Linked DNA regions of Gasterosteus aculeatus: region 2 is linked to region 1. Evidence: chromatin contacts called from public Hi-C data. All regions are on one chromosome and are shown on one strand. Each heading gives the region's core, a stretch centred on a gene start, on an enhancer-like site or on the middle of the called end of the contact. The rest is flanking DNA. Distances are from core to core; before and after follow the strand shown. Region 1 overlaps plecb (plectin b). Region 2 overlaps plecb (plectin b).

Evidence for each region. Hi-C and Micro-C count contacts between places; a contact is called where the count stands out from the background.
Region 2: a Hi-C map of skeletal muscle shows a contact between it and region 1, with 2.7 times the contacts expected there. The contact joins two enhancer-like sites. A contact is called at or near these places in 2 of 6 Hi-C or Micro-C datasets (both in skeletal muscle).

What each region holds. Positions count from the first base shown.
Region 1 is chr20:16,091,106-16,098,720 of fGasAcu3.hap1.1, forward strand. plecb (plectin b) reads right to left here. Exons shown (of 35, transcript XM_078095378.1): 4 at 7,413-7,502; 5 at 5,977-6,054; 6 at 5,799-5,891; 7 at 4,697-4,863; 8 at 2,292-2,407; 9 at 2,065-2,168; 10 at 1,327-1,446; 11 at 599-694; 12 at 372-499. Among protein-coding and RNA genes, the nearest start is that of LOC144389746, 12 kb to the right of the region's middle. Within about 2 kb of position 3,691, at least 3 of the 9 cell types and tissues checked have open chromatin away from gene starts, as enhancers often do.
Region 2 is chr20:16,128,831-16,136,445 of fGasAcu3.hap1.1, forward strand. All of the region lies in intron 2 of plecb (plectin b), which reads right to left. Among protein-coding and RNA genes, the nearest start is that of LOC144389746, 26 kb to the left of the region's middle. Within about 2 kb of position 2,706, at least 3 of the 9 cell types and tissues checked have open chromatin away from gene starts, as enhancers often do.

The DNA.
Region 1 (7,615 bases), core at 2,441-4,940:
GAAAGACCACGAGAGAGACGGTTCTCATCGTGTCTTCTGAAAATAATCTGCCCACGTAGTCGAAAATGTCCTACGACAAAGACATCCTGTCTGCTCCTTCGCTCATTCAGTCAGTTCAGATGACCGCAGCATCTCATGAAACCGTCCCATTATCCAGGCGCGACACGCCGCCGCTCTACATTATGAGGAACGCAGGAGCTATTACCAGGCCTCCATGGGATCAGCGCAGTGGTGTTGCAGGTAACACAATAACACCCCCTCGGACTAAAGCTGGGACACGAGCTAATATTTGAACCTTTATTCCTCAACTCTCGTTTTCACAACAAAATGAATCAAATAATATACTGCGGCACATGGCGCGCTGTCCGAACCTCTCAAACTCTATCCTGAGCAGCCGTTCTCTCTCCAGGATGGCCACGTGAAGTCGACCCCATTCTTTCTCCACATCAATGGGGTGGTACCCTGGAGGGACCTTCACCTGACCAGCATGCACGGCACTCTGCGGGCAGGAGGGAGCGACATCTGTGAGCCGGCGCTCGACACAACGGAGCGCAGTGAAACAAACAAACGAACGGAGAGAACGTCGGGGTCAGCTCGCCTCAAAGGACTGGTAGATGTGCTTGGACCGGTTCTTGTCGGACTCTTTCGCCGGCAGCTCGGTCTCTTTGAACTTCAAGAACTGCCGCCAAAGAATCTAAAGGAAATATGAGGAAAAGAAAGATTGAAGGAGCATTTCTTCATTTGATTTATCTCCTGAATGACGTACTGTTTTGCACATTGAAATTGATTTAAAATCCTACTTTCCGAAATAGCATAAGCGCATTAGCACGTTAGCAAATCAGGTTACAGTTTTAAAGTCTCTACACAATGAGGGGCATTCACATGACTGGTGTAATATTGTGACTTAAACAACCTCACTGCCTGTTACTCGCTCTCTAAACAGACTTTAAAAAGTAATATCTGACCTTTGCATAATACTCTGATTTCAGAGAGAATTAAGGAAAATGCTGAAGTCACGCTATGCTTTTGTTCTGCGGCGCGGACAGGGAGTGGCACAGTGATCATGCTTCTCGGGATTAGGTCCAGCATGTCCTCAGCACCCACCCTGCCCCACCTACAGCACAACAATGCCAGGGGACACAGTTCTGTCCCTAGTTAGACATTGTCTAGGCGCGTTCCTCGATCCAACGATAGAACACTTTGATGATTAGGACACGCGATCTGTATTAATTGTGCATTAAGATGCTCTTGAGTGCTGCTCAACTCCGAGCCTAAACAAAAGACTGATATTTAATAGAGCGGCGTCGGACCAGCGCATCGTCTCACCTCTATCTCCTCGTAGCTGGCGGGGAACTTCCTCTCCTGGAAGATGGTGACATGGTGGCGGTTCCACTGGAGCAGAAGAGTCACCAGCTCGTAGTACTCCTGCCAGCGCAGCTCCAGCTCCTGCAGCCGCCACAGCAGAGAAGGCCAGTCGGGAGTTTAACAAGGACACACGGGAGCGCGCTTATTCTCCCTCGTCGCACAGCACGCTAAACTCAATTAGGCACCAAACAGCCCAGGCTTTGTGTGTGTGTGGAGGGGGGCGGGGCTAAGGAGCCAGAGTGTGCAGCAGGTCGCGTCATTAAGTAAGTAATATCTGACCAATGGCTGGATATGAATATATGGATATTATATTGAGAGAATTTCTGTATTTTGCATTTGATATATATATATATATATATATATATCGACTTTCATTTGTTATGTTTGAATTGTTTGAAATAACAAGTGTATAACCTACTACACTGTATTTATGCATGAACATATGTTACGTGTCGACAACACCGGTTGCTAATTTCCTGTGACAATTGGTTTCACGAGACGTCTCGCGGAAAGCAGGAGTAAATTTAGCTGAAAACAATAAAGCGCTAATTGAAAAGCAGTCACAAGACCCGCAAGTCGTCAAGCATTAAATCACATCCAATCAGAGCAAACGCTCGCGTCCACTGAAGCACATCCATTGATTTCTGTCATCAGTTAAGCGTCAAAGAAGAGTCGTGCGATGGGAGGAGATCTGCTCACGTTCGCTCTGGCGCCGTCGTGTGCATCGAGCCGCGGCATAGCGTCGTACAGGGATGACACGTAGGTGATGATGGACTTCTCATCAGGGTGTGGGACATCGACGTCTGAAAGGACATCTCGTTAGTTCTTGTTGCAAATGAATGCTTGCGAGCCAAGAACTGGGAATAACGCTGCAAAACACAATATGCAATATAATTACGATTAAATTGTCTCTGCGCCAGCCTTACCCTCGGGGTCCAGCAGGCGGGTCACCCCCAGGTCGCTCTCTGCCACGTGGAAGGCGTGTTCCAGGTTCTGCAGGTTGGTCTGTCGGTACACTTGGCCCATGTCGATGAGCCTGGGACTAAGGGAGCACAAAACATGGACAATTAATCTCCAGCCGATAAATTCAGTGACTATAATGCATTTTGAGTCTTTATAACAAAACGTACATAATATATTTGATAACAGCAAATTAGAGCAGCTGTAAAGCTGTAATTAAAAGCAGAAGCGTCACAAATTGTGTTGTATTTTCAGCCTCACAAAGTAAAAATGTATTTAGAATTGAGGGCTAAGTGCAAACAACATTAACATTTTCTGCCACCGGCTTTATCAAACTCGTCCCACTTTCTGACAGACGTGTATGAGCAACTGCATTTATGTCCTCTGGCTGTTTGACTCTACCCGGCAGATGTCAAAGAGTCCACAGCTGGAATGACTCCCCGGGCATTGAAACGTCTTAAAACTGCAGAACTGAATGTTTGAATACATCTGCCGCGCACGCATACCTGACTGAATTTCTTCATAATATAATTTAGCCGTTTTAAATGCACGTATATCCCCGCCGTGCTGATTCGGATACTTAGTTTGCAAATCCCTAATGTGCAGCGAGCAACAGATGCAGCAGGTTCATACAGCTCTCTGATGCATAGCGTGGAGCGGCCTCCCGTCGGTCCGCGGGCAGGCGAAGCCTCCGTTCGGCGGATTCCTCGCACCGAGCTCTGGTTCGCCGGCCTCGAGGAGCTGCTCACGCTCCGTCCTCTTTTTTCCTGAAAGCTACGGGAACTACACCCGTGGCACAGTTTGTCCCCACCGGCCAGGGCCCCTGAGCTCGTGGAGCCCCGCCCGGAGTCCCCGGACGATCCCTCTGATGGGACATCCTCGCACACCATGACCACCCGGTCGGCCGAGTCGCTGAGAGATCGTGACGCGCTTCCCTTCTTCTTCTTGGAGTTCTTCCTCATGCTGAGCATCTGGAAATCCGCCCAGAGGGTCCTGGTCCAGTCGCTACTGGATGGCCTTCCGGCTTCACAGGTCTGTCGGTGGCTCGATGGTTGCATGTGAATCAGTCCATCGCATTGTCTCAGTTGCCTATCGTCAGGTGAAGATCCACTTAATAGTTCCGCAGGGTTTCTGGGACGCAAAAGCCTCCTACTGGTAAAGCTCAGTCACTGCTCCTTTCCACATGACGACCAAGTCGACCGTTGCAAAGTCAATTCGTGACCCTTCACACGGCTCTACATGAACCCTGGTCAATTATCTGAATCGATGCAGATTCTGCAGCCGGCTGCTCTGAACTGTGCCGACACACCGAGCAGCGACGCGGTTTTCATGTAGCGGCACAAGAGCGCCACAGTTACGCCCACACACCACACCCCCGGCCGCTATGAAAGGCAGAACTAATCCAGCCTCAGGTGTCTCCAATAACAGGGCGAGAGAGAGAGAGTAAGATTTCAGCTGCATGTTCCAGTTTAAAAAAAAAAAACGTGTCCCCGCCGGCCTTCCTTTATTTCGGTGCATAATGGCTCTGATGCACTTTGCATTTAACTTCTCTCTCTGGACTCATCTGCACGAATCCTTTTGTTAGAACTTAAAAGGAACCAACCAACAGCAAATGCCTTCACAAATCTTCCTGAGAAATAAACGTTTATTCATTTCCCAGGATGCTCCCACACAAAGCGATCCTTAACCACTAATTATATGACATAGACACACAACAACTGTAGAGGAATTTACATATTTGGTAGTGAGCCCTAAGGACTTTATTATCTATTAAGCTCATCATCTTTAATAGAGGAATTATCGTCTTTAGCTGGTAGACTGACTCATTGCCACCGCTATTAGTGGTATTTGTAGCCCGAAGGCTTGAAATGGAGAACCATCAATGCAAAGCAGCATTACTAGCAGGAGCAGTAAGTAGAAAATAGGTCCAAATAAGAAAATAAGATAATCACGTTTTAGTACCTGATTAAACAGATAAAGGTAAATTATTAATTTGGGCATTGTGATCTAGACAGTTAAAAATTGTATTTTAATTTAATGGACATCTGACATAATTTAGACTGGAATAGACACTTGCTGTATGTGATTTAATAACATAGTTATGCTCAATCTGGCCTTATGAAGTGTAATTTGACACTTGGAAGCTTAGCAAAGGGGCCACTCCTGCTGCGCTGCAGTTAATATATTTTAATCAAAACTCCCGATTGATGACATGTCATGACAAGACACAGAACCTCTAGTCCTATTACATAGTCCCGGGCTTTTTATAAAACGTATTTCTATTTGACAGTGAACACATTCTAACGGATTCCCCTGCCAGTGCTATCGTTTCACATTCCAATAAATAACCAGCAACAAAAGACCCACTCACTGGTGTTTGTGTATGACGGCGTTGAAGAGCTTGCCGTCCCTCCAGCTGGTGGTGAAGTTATCACAGCGGATGCCCTGGTAGCCGTTGGTCATCCTCTGGGACCAGATCAGCAGCTTCTCCTTGGCTGTCATGTCTTCTGACTGGCCGTTGATCTGGATATCAGAGATCTGTGAAAATATGTAAGTATATATATGAATATATATGTAAATACAAATACATACATTTGAGAAAATGTGGAATAGTCTTTATTGGAAACCGTAGGATGTAATTTGAATCGAATCACCAGACCCCCATAGTTCATTTTAGAATAAAACATCCAGAAGTCTGTGCTGGTTCGTCTACTCAACTAGCAGGTTCTTCAAATGAGGAATTTTCAAATAAAGTGATGGGATGTCACCTCTTTTGCAGATTTCTTTTCACATTCTTCTATGAAAAGCACTTAGGCTAAATGGACCACTCATCCGGGTGTTTTGATCATGCCTATTTTTGGGCAACTATTTCATTTCTGTTTTTGAACCATTAATTGCTTTAGAGCATTTCCTTCTCATTTCCGCAGTAAATTAAATGAATCAGGAGATTTAACTTGACTGGAACTTTCCTCTCTCCCCACTCGACTCTGACTCACCAGCGGACTGAGCCCAGACATTTTACCTCTCTTTTGTATGAAAGTATAAAGACTCATTATGTGGATCTACAGCGTCACCAGATCACCACTCTCACCACCAACAACATCTGAATCATTTTGGATACGAGAAGGTGTGGCTCTGCCAGGGATTTCCGCCGGGAGAGAAGCAGGACAACAGGCTGTACACTCGGCCTGACACCCCCTCCGTTGGGAGTGACTCATACGTACACGCCCTGATTGGCTTTTATTCCCTGTGTGCTGCCCATAAATCAGCCGAAGCACACCAGACTTGTTAGAACTGTTGACATTTAGCGGTGAAAGCTTCTGGAATTTAAGTTTGGAACGCGTTCTGTTTTGATTAGAGAGAGAATTTGGAGAGCAGAATCCATTCCGATTGGTCCCAGGAAACCGCAGATCCCACAGGCGGTGGTACGGGGCGATAAAATAACGGAACAAAGCACTGACAGAGGAGGAGACCTGGAAGTGAAGGATGATGGTCCATATTAACCCCAGCGTGAGCTTGGGGTTCCCATCTGCTATGTCATCGTTTCTGATGTTGACCAGCTTGACCTGAGAAGACAAACGGGAGTGGGATTATTTTCCTGACTACAGCATCTCGTGAACGCACAAGCATCGACCCTCATGTGTGTCTTACCTGCCGGTGTCTGAGGAAGTCCAGGGCTATCTGTACATTCTGCAGCTTGTGGAATCGCATGCGTCCCTTCTCTCTGGGCTGGAGAGAGGAAGAGGGGTTTAGTAACATCTAGTAATCGCTTGAGGAAAACTATAAGCATTCAATCAAAACAGAGACATGAAGGGACGTAAAACAGAAAAGCATATAGACAGACATTTAAACAGAAAGAAGGGAGGGAGAGAAGGGAAACAACTGCTAAATTTTGGATGCTTCTAGGATTTCTTGTGACTCATTATTTTGATTTAGTCCTGTTGTTCCCAAATATGGGGGAAAAAAAAAGAAAATATGCTGTAAATAACAATAAGCGAGGCCGTTCGTAGTTTTTGTATGATTTAAATCAGCAAGCAATGAAGAACTCATAATGAATAACGTTAAGTTATATTAGTTCTCTTTGAATTTAAAATGTAAATACGACATTAAAAAGCTATATAAATAGTTCCCAACCAAATGTCACCAGTCAAAATACTGCTGTGCAAAGTACAGCCCCAAACAGCCAAGTTGGTTAATGCAAGTGTCAGCAGCACTTATTCATAACTAAACATGTTCCAACAGCCAAAATGCTCAATGCAAGCAGGTCAATGAATGAAAGAATGGAAAGAGCAAACAAAACACTTCGCCAACGGTAATGAAGGGTCTGGCTACCATGCACAGCGACTCCCTGAGTGAGTACAGATGAATGATAACAATTATAATCCTAATAACAAATAGAACTAAAAGTTATTGACCCACTCACCAACCGAGCGCTGCTGACCACGTCTCGCTCCCTCGGCTAACCCCAGCAAGAGCAGTGCAAAGAGAGGAGGCCGAGATCCCCACACAGACAGACAGGGGTCACAGCGAGGAAAAGAGGAGGCCAGGGGGTTAGGAAGAGTGTGAGGAGGAGGAGGAGGAGTAGAGAAGTGGATAGGTACGTCAGATAGCAGTATAGTGCGCGCGCACACACACACACACACACACAGGCCAAAGTGGTGTTAATGTATCAAGGCTATGGAGGCGTTCAGAAGCAGAGCTGGTGGAGGGAGCAGTGCACTACAGCAGCAGAGCAGCTTCAGTACGGAGCCTGTTTGTAAACCCTGAGAAAGGGTAACGTCCCAGCTGAATACAATGGTTATGCATCAGACAGACGGCTGGGAGAACGGAGAAAGGGATCCTGGACCCGAGTTGCTAAATGAGGCTTTTGTTTGGCAAGTAAAGCCCATAATAAGCTCCTGACTGACAACGTGGCTGCGACTGGTCACGACTTGTTGCCACGGGGACGACATTTTTACCAACCGACTGAAGACTGAAGTGCTGGATTAGGTTTTGGTTTGCAGGACGTCTGGGAGCTTAAAGAGACAGGCCCCCCGTTTTGCGCCCCCCTCGCCTCGGCCTCACGTCAGACACCGGGCGACACTTACCAGCGTGTCCCCGGAGAGCACCTCCAACAGCGAGATCAGGTTGTGTCCATCTCGAAGGTCTTCATACAGGTCGGTCACGTGCCGCTGCGACTGCCGAGACAAAGTAAACGAGCACGTCACAAGGATTCAAGAGGCAAGCACTGCTAATAACAGTTATTCAGGACTAACAGCTGGGACATTTGTTTGAGTGACTGAAGTGGAAC
Region 2 (7,615 bases), core at 1,456-3,955, 37 kb after region 1:
GGAGGGTTTGAAACAAATAAGCGGCACTTCACGCACCGATGTCTTGAAAAATAGATTCAGCACAGAAAGAAAAGTTTAGTAATTAAAGACTGATATGATCCAGAGTTAGGACGGTGGATTTTGTGTCATCTTATCACATTTGAATCAAACAGTTTAACTTTAATTACGACTGTTATATTGTAGTATTATATTATTTAAAATATGCTCCGCTCATGGAAAACCCTACAGCAGCGGCCTGTGAACATTTTTCTGTGAAAAGTAATATACTGTATATTAATGAGCAAAATAAAAAATGAACTGAATTTTTGTGAAGAGGGTGCTTATTTCAAGTCTCCAGGAATGAAATAATAGTGATTAATAATAATGATTTTGATTATTATTATGCCCATAATTGTGCAGGCTTTGCTAGGAATAAGAAAATACAGATACAAACATGTGAGTTTTGTAGTTTATGTGAACCTATCCATTAAGTATTAGTTATTTGGAGTTATAATATACTATAAATGGAGGTGGACCTTCACAAAATGGAGGTCCAGTCTGGTTAGTGAGGAGGGTTTAAATTGGCTGCAGCAACAGGTCTGGCAGTGCCGGCCGGGGAAAACCAGTTTGTGCCATACAGACACACAGACTTATGACGGAGCCCAGTCACACTTCCTTTAATCTGCGTTTGTGTGCAAAAAGCACAGTAGAGGAAACATCTGCTTAAAGACAACATACATATCCGAAACAACGTCTTCAACTGTTTAATCAATGACTCAGCGTCTGCAAAGCACACATGGGTGTGGCCATGCCATGCTTTGGTTGCTGTAGCAACGCAGCCCACAGGTTAGTCAAATACCATGTGCCCATCCGCGGTTGAGGTCTCTGGGAAACGTGGGGCCGGCTGCCGTTGCCACGGGCGACCCGGCAGTCAAACAACAAAACCTGACACAGGATCCGGGCTGCGACTCTCCTCGCTGCCACAACGTGAGGATTTGCATTGTAACCTGAAGAGGGTGAGATGTATTTATAGACAGGCACCCTGACGGTCAGCTTCTAATCGCACCCACACACACAAACACAACACAGGTGACTACTCGCGTACGAACACCAGCATGCGTGTCGCTACGCACGTACACACACAGCGACAGGTTTATTGTATATTATTTATTATCCTCTCCACCATTAAACGGCTCCATCTGGAGAGAATGAATCAGTTGCATTCTTTCTTTCCTCAGAGGGAAGAGGGCGACGTCTGTTCGTGGCTGAGAGAAGAAAAGGCCCCTTCTCCCATAGGCAGCTTTTTTTTCAGATTGAAGTTGCACCCGCCGCTGACTCACCGTCGTTATAATCTGTGACATTCGTGAAATGAGTTGAACCACCCACAAGAGGGCTCGTGCGACTCCAGCGTGGGGGAGACCATGACGGTTTGCAATCAATGCTGCTGCTCACTGAAGCGCTGGAACATAACCGGGAAGTGTGTCTTATCCGTTGATCCTAAATCAAGATTTACTTTCCTGAAATCCTGCCGCCTGACAGAGGCGAGGACACACTGGGCCCGCGGTACAATTGCAGACAGGTATGCAGGAAAAAAAAAAAGTTGCTGAAAAAGGGGCAGAAATGAAACTTAATAAATCCTCAACACTCCCCTGACGATTCTTTCTGACTAAATGCTTGTGTGTTTCACAGGAACTCATGAACTAAAGGAACTGCTCTTGTTGTGTGTGATTGACGGCCCCTTGTGCAGCAGAGTATAATTAAATTGGGTGAACAACAAAAAAGCAAACTAACGTGTTCTTCTTCAGTTTGAGTCGGTGCTGGACGCGAACCCGCAACACCACCAGGATGTTTGCTTTTTACCTTGAAGTTCTAATTCCAAGCAACAGGGCTGAACTTTCATTTCAGAGAGCGTTGTCTGTGAGACTGGCAGGAGTCCAACGGGAATGAATACGGCACACCCAGAGCGGCTCCGCTGCTGGAACAATGCGCTCTGTTAAGGTGCATGATCAGAGTACAACAGCCTGCAGGCATGGACAAACTAAGGCGTCGGCAAGGCCTAACGATCGAGTTGCCGTGTCAATTGTTATAAATTTTCTATCAAATTTAGTCTCATCGAGTTTCCATTCAAGTGTCCTCAGTGCCGCGGGAGATGGCTTTTTGCTTTTCCTTTCTTTTCTTACTCTCGTGAGCATTGCTGAGCTGACTCCACATCCTGTTTTTCCACCGTGACACCTACAAAAAAAACTCCTGCCTTTGGCAGAAAAATAAAAGCCCGAACAATGGGAAGCTTATTTTCCCAAATATTAACTAGGAGCCAGTGAGCAGGAGCTGCTCCAACACTGAACAATACAGTTGAGTCATTTAGCATGAATAGTACCAATAAAAAAACATAAAAACCCTCCTATAATGAAAACCCTGACAGGTAACAGTCAGTAGTAACAGTTTGGCCAAGTGTGTGTGGGGACTAAACAGGAGAAACACGCATTTGGATCCATCAGTGAACGCACCCATGAAAGGATCTGTGGGGACGGTTGAGCTGCGTCCACTCATACGCATCCAACGCACATCAGAACAAACAGTTCACCCTGAGGGCAAAGCCAAAGCCCGACGGCGCGCTGCAGGGGAGTTACACCCCGCGCAGGCGGCGGACGGGCTCTAATGGCCGCCTGCTCTCTGAATAGAAAGCCAAACCAGTCGGATCAGCTGGAATGATGATCCATCTCGCTTCCTGAAGAGCGCCGGGGGCAGAGGGAGATATCTGCACCATCACATGGCCCGCCCTCGTTCCAACCACCCACAGCGAGACCGCCGACACGAGTTTGCCGACTTTGAACACCACACGCACTCACACGCACGCGCACGTGCACACACACGCGCACACGTTGTTGGCATTTCTACTTTATGAATAACGTATCTGAGCGGGCATTGTCCCCCCCCTCTTCAGCAACATTCACGTTCACTGCAGCAGTATATGAAGGCATTTCTCCTGTAGATATTTACACAGAGACTCCCCCCGGGGATTAAGATGCTTCCTTAAACACCGTGAGAAAACACACTGTCGTACGGGGTAAGCTACACCCGGGTTATCACAGATCACCGCTGGTTTATCAAGACTTCTAGATAGATGTACTAATGAGAAAAACCATGGCCTGTGAGTGAAGGTCTGGACCGAGCTCTGCTCAGCAATTAAAGCAGGTGTTGAAGTGAACGAATGATGGAATGATGGTTTAAAGTGGTCGGCACAGAACACATGTCACTGACCTGGTGATGCAACCATGTCATTAAGGGAAATGTGACATTCAAAGCTTAAACAAGAGTCTTAAATTTGAGCGGAAGTTCACATTCCGGATCATCCTCCGACAACGCAGACACCACAGGAGGAGGAGAGGCACTCACCTGAAAGACAGAAAGAGAAACAGGTATGAGTACACGCCCAGTGAAGAATAAAAATAGGAGTATGCCATGTCACATAACAGAAAGTATGGGTAAAGTTACTACATCTCTCATGGACACATGTGCTGAACTGCAACCTGCAGGGTTGAATCATAGGCCGAGTGTTTTGCATTAGCAGAGGCCTTTGCAAAGACGCTGGAACACTGAATGGCCGTCCGACAAAGAGCTCAGTTACACATTCATCACCACGCTCTTGGACCCTCGGGGGACCTCCGCGGCAGATGAAGCGATTTTTGCAACAAAGTGAGGAGAGACCTTGATCTCTGGGAATTTGGCTGCACAGAACATTACGTGAGAATAATCCCTGGATACGAATAACACGCCCAGGAGGCAAAGTCAAGTTTCCTGGGTAATATCACCATCTACTGGGCATGCAGAGCAAAAGCAAGTTGGGTCCTGCAAAGCATGATGGTAAAAACTATTCCAGCAGGGTCACCGTACTCACAGCTATTCCAAAGTCCTTAGCACTATACCTTTCAGACTCACCTATGGTATGCAGAATAATTCATGCAGACAAACTGACACATTGATATCTTATCAAATATGATTCAAGCTCTCATCAAGCTCGGTTAGAGGTAACATTGGTGCCAAATATATTCACAGCTCGACCCGCTGTGCGAATCAATTCTAATGGAGCCGTCATTGGAGGAATGTAACGAAGGTAATTTAATAATATTAATTGTACAAAATGTATTTGTACACCTTGGTATTTACATTTTAAAATATATTACACTTTCAGATTCAGGTTCATCATCCCCGCCCTGTCCAGTGAAAAACCTCTATCTCCAAGTGAAGATGCTGCCAACATGAAATGATTATTTTGATTACACTCTGTAAGCATATAAAAGGAGTTCAACCAATATCTGAGCAGCGATATCTATATAGATATCTATAAAGATATACCGATCACACTTTTACACAATGCAGAGCTTGTAGTGGATCTTCCGCTACCACATTTTAAACGATGAGAAAATGATTACGAGTGCAACGCAGGAAAAACAATAAAAATCATCCGCAAGCTTAAACACTCGGACAGTATTTCTAAAGAAAGGCTCCGATTTTACTGCTGTCCTTCACACTGGGGTCATTCCACTCGGCCCCCCCGAGCACTTACCACCCACCTCGCTGCACTACTGTGTGGAACATTCCCAACATGAACACCAGTACGGTTTCCTGTGCACGTGAGACTCATGTGTGCACCATCAGCGCTATAGTGTTTCTCCTCAGTAACCAACACGGAGTTAAATCTTCACCTCACGACATGGGCCTTCTAAAAAAAGGGCCGCACGAGCAGCTGACTGTCCCAAGTGTTTATGGTGAATACTCGAGGTAGATATTTGACACATTAAACTTCTAAGTTATGGTGAGGATCATTACATTTTAGCGGCCCTCTTTAAAGGTTAGATGGATTTAATTTAAGCCCCTCGTGCCTCACATTTTGCAGCTCGTTTTATACGGTTATGTCTTCTTCAGGATCTACTGAACAAGAGTCCAATCATTTTACTACTTCATTCAAGACGTACTCGATGACCAATAGGAGCAGGAAAACAACTCTCAACACTAGCTGCTAATGGTTTGCAAGTGCAAGTGATTCACCCGATGCTTTTATTGATGTATTAATTAATTTGGTTTAAGATGACGATCAGAGGCTCTAAATAAAATTTACTGTTAATCAATTGATTTATTATCCAGCCCCATTCCTATTAATATCACAAACCATATATGCATTAGATAGTGTGTATGGTAGGACATTATTCCATAAAGGCGGCATTTTAAAGTGAGGAGAATCGATTAAAAAGTTTTATTTAAAGAAGCTGGACTCTGACGACGGCACTTTAGCATCTTCACCACGAAGGATAGAGAGGAATCTACAGTAGTTATGTAACATGTCACATTATTTCCAGGTAACAAAGCTGCTTAGTGTTGCTCGTATGACACGTTACATGTGATACCAAATCGTGTTGTTAGCTTGGGGATGATAATCGAATGAATACACAGAACAACGGGGTGTGAGAGGGAGCATCCTAAAAGAGCAGCGGCCAGGGTCCCATTTCCCGGATGGACGCTCTGCTGTCGGATAGTGATGTCTTCAAAATATGTGTATCAAGGACAACGTCGTGGGACAGGAAAGCACTATTTTGTTAGGAAAGGGACGGCCATTTATTAGTCACGCCATGGCGGCCAGAGGTCAAAGGTCGGGCTTTCGGTTCATTGAGAGGACATGTCTACCACAAAGTCGGACCAAGCAGTGCATTCTGTTCTGTTCTGTCAGTCCATTGTGCTGATTGTTAAAGTATACGATTGTTTGGTGATGTCGCTGCGTTTCTAGAGGGACTCCGCTCTGCTTCATTAAAGTCAGGTAGAGGTAGTAAAAATCTGTATGAAGATAAAAAAGCAATTGCACTTAAACAAAGTTGGATGTCTTGCAAATCACAGAGGCAAATGCCTCTGATAGTCACTAGTCCTGTCCCGAGTGTCGAGCATGAAAACCACTGGATCCACCAACGCAGCTCAGGACAGTCAGTCTATGGATCCTCCCCCATCCCGTCCCTTTCCCATCTCCACACTCAATTTACAACACGGGACCTCTCATAAATATTTGGTGTCGACCAGAAGTCAAGAAAGAGGACTTGATGACTATCATCGGCAATGACAAACCCCGGCGATACCCTCAAAACACGTTATTTTCACGGACTGACCAACTAACTGAAAATGAAAAGGCCGTCATCCGTAAAATAGTCTCAGTGCCGCTTCGACAGTATTTCGGCAATGGCCAATAATTGCTCCGAAATGATGGAACGAGCTCTCTGAAGACAGCAGGAGCGCAGAGAGCCTTCACATCTTCCGCCGCAAACTAAAGACACACCTCTCCAGACTCTACCTCCACTAAAACACTAACAAATTGTAGCACTTAAAAATTGTACTTATGCCACTTATCTTTAGCACACTTTAAATTGGCTTATTTGAGGAGATTGCACTTTCTTGCTTCATGCTCCCCTGAGTTTGTATCCCTATGGTTGCACTTATTTTAAGTCGCTTTGGATAAAAGCGTCAGCTAAATGACATGTAATGTAATTCTACAGTGAGTAGTGACATTTTGCAGCGATGTGGACTCGTGGGAATCTATTTCGACCAAGTCTGGGGACAGACTGCACCTAACACACGTTCCAGCAGTCCACACTGTGCTTTAACACCTCAGTTCAGCAGTCACCGGCAGACGGACAAACCTCCATGGGCCAGACACAGACATTAACTGACAGCGCCCGACTTCTTCCTCGCTCTGTGGGACGTCTTTGAATCGTGCTGCGGCCTGATGGAAGCCCAGTGGGAATTTCTTTCACGTTAAATCGCAGAGAGTGTGACGGCAAAACGCCTTTGAGCGAGAGGTAGAATCGCTTCCCCCGTGGTCTCTGGACTGAGAGTCTGCAGCATGGCAACATCGCACGCGGCAGAGAGCACGCGGCATGATGCGCGTTAGTGCATAAACTGGCCATTTAGGGAGCCGCTGGAGAAGAGAAGCGGCCGCAGTCAGCATCCATTGACCTCGAAAGCTTTAACTCATCTTTGATGCTGCATTATGAGAACAGACATTAATGCAGAACGGGGACACGGGGGAAACGCTCTCGGGCGCGGTGGGGGGGAAATATGTTGGGTCAAAATGCCATCTGTTTATTTCCATCTCTTAATGTATTATCAGGACCGTGAACCGTGTACAGAGTAGAAGGTTTTCTGTAGGAGGTTCAGGGTCACGATAATACTGAGATAATGATAAGTGCTGAATGTACAGCAGGATGGCCATGTTACTACCAGCTAAGGTGCTACGCCCAATACATGCTTTCATGATTATTAAAATTATCATCTAATTTGGTCAATTGTATATTATATTTTGGGCTGCAAATTGATGAATTGATTGATTCTCGAAATGAAATGAAAAAAATTATAAATTGTACTTCTCAAAATATTCAAATGGCTTGCTTTGCTTTATCCAACAAACCGTTCTAAATATTCAATTCACTCTGATTATATAAAAAGGGATCTGTCATGATTGAACAAGCAAATATTTAGGACTTATTCCTTGAGAAATTGCTCAAACTTATGTTGTCGACGCTCATCAGTTAATTTTTTCAGTGCTGGTTATACAAATGTCAAGACAGCAGGTACAGTATACCCCGAGGGTACCCTG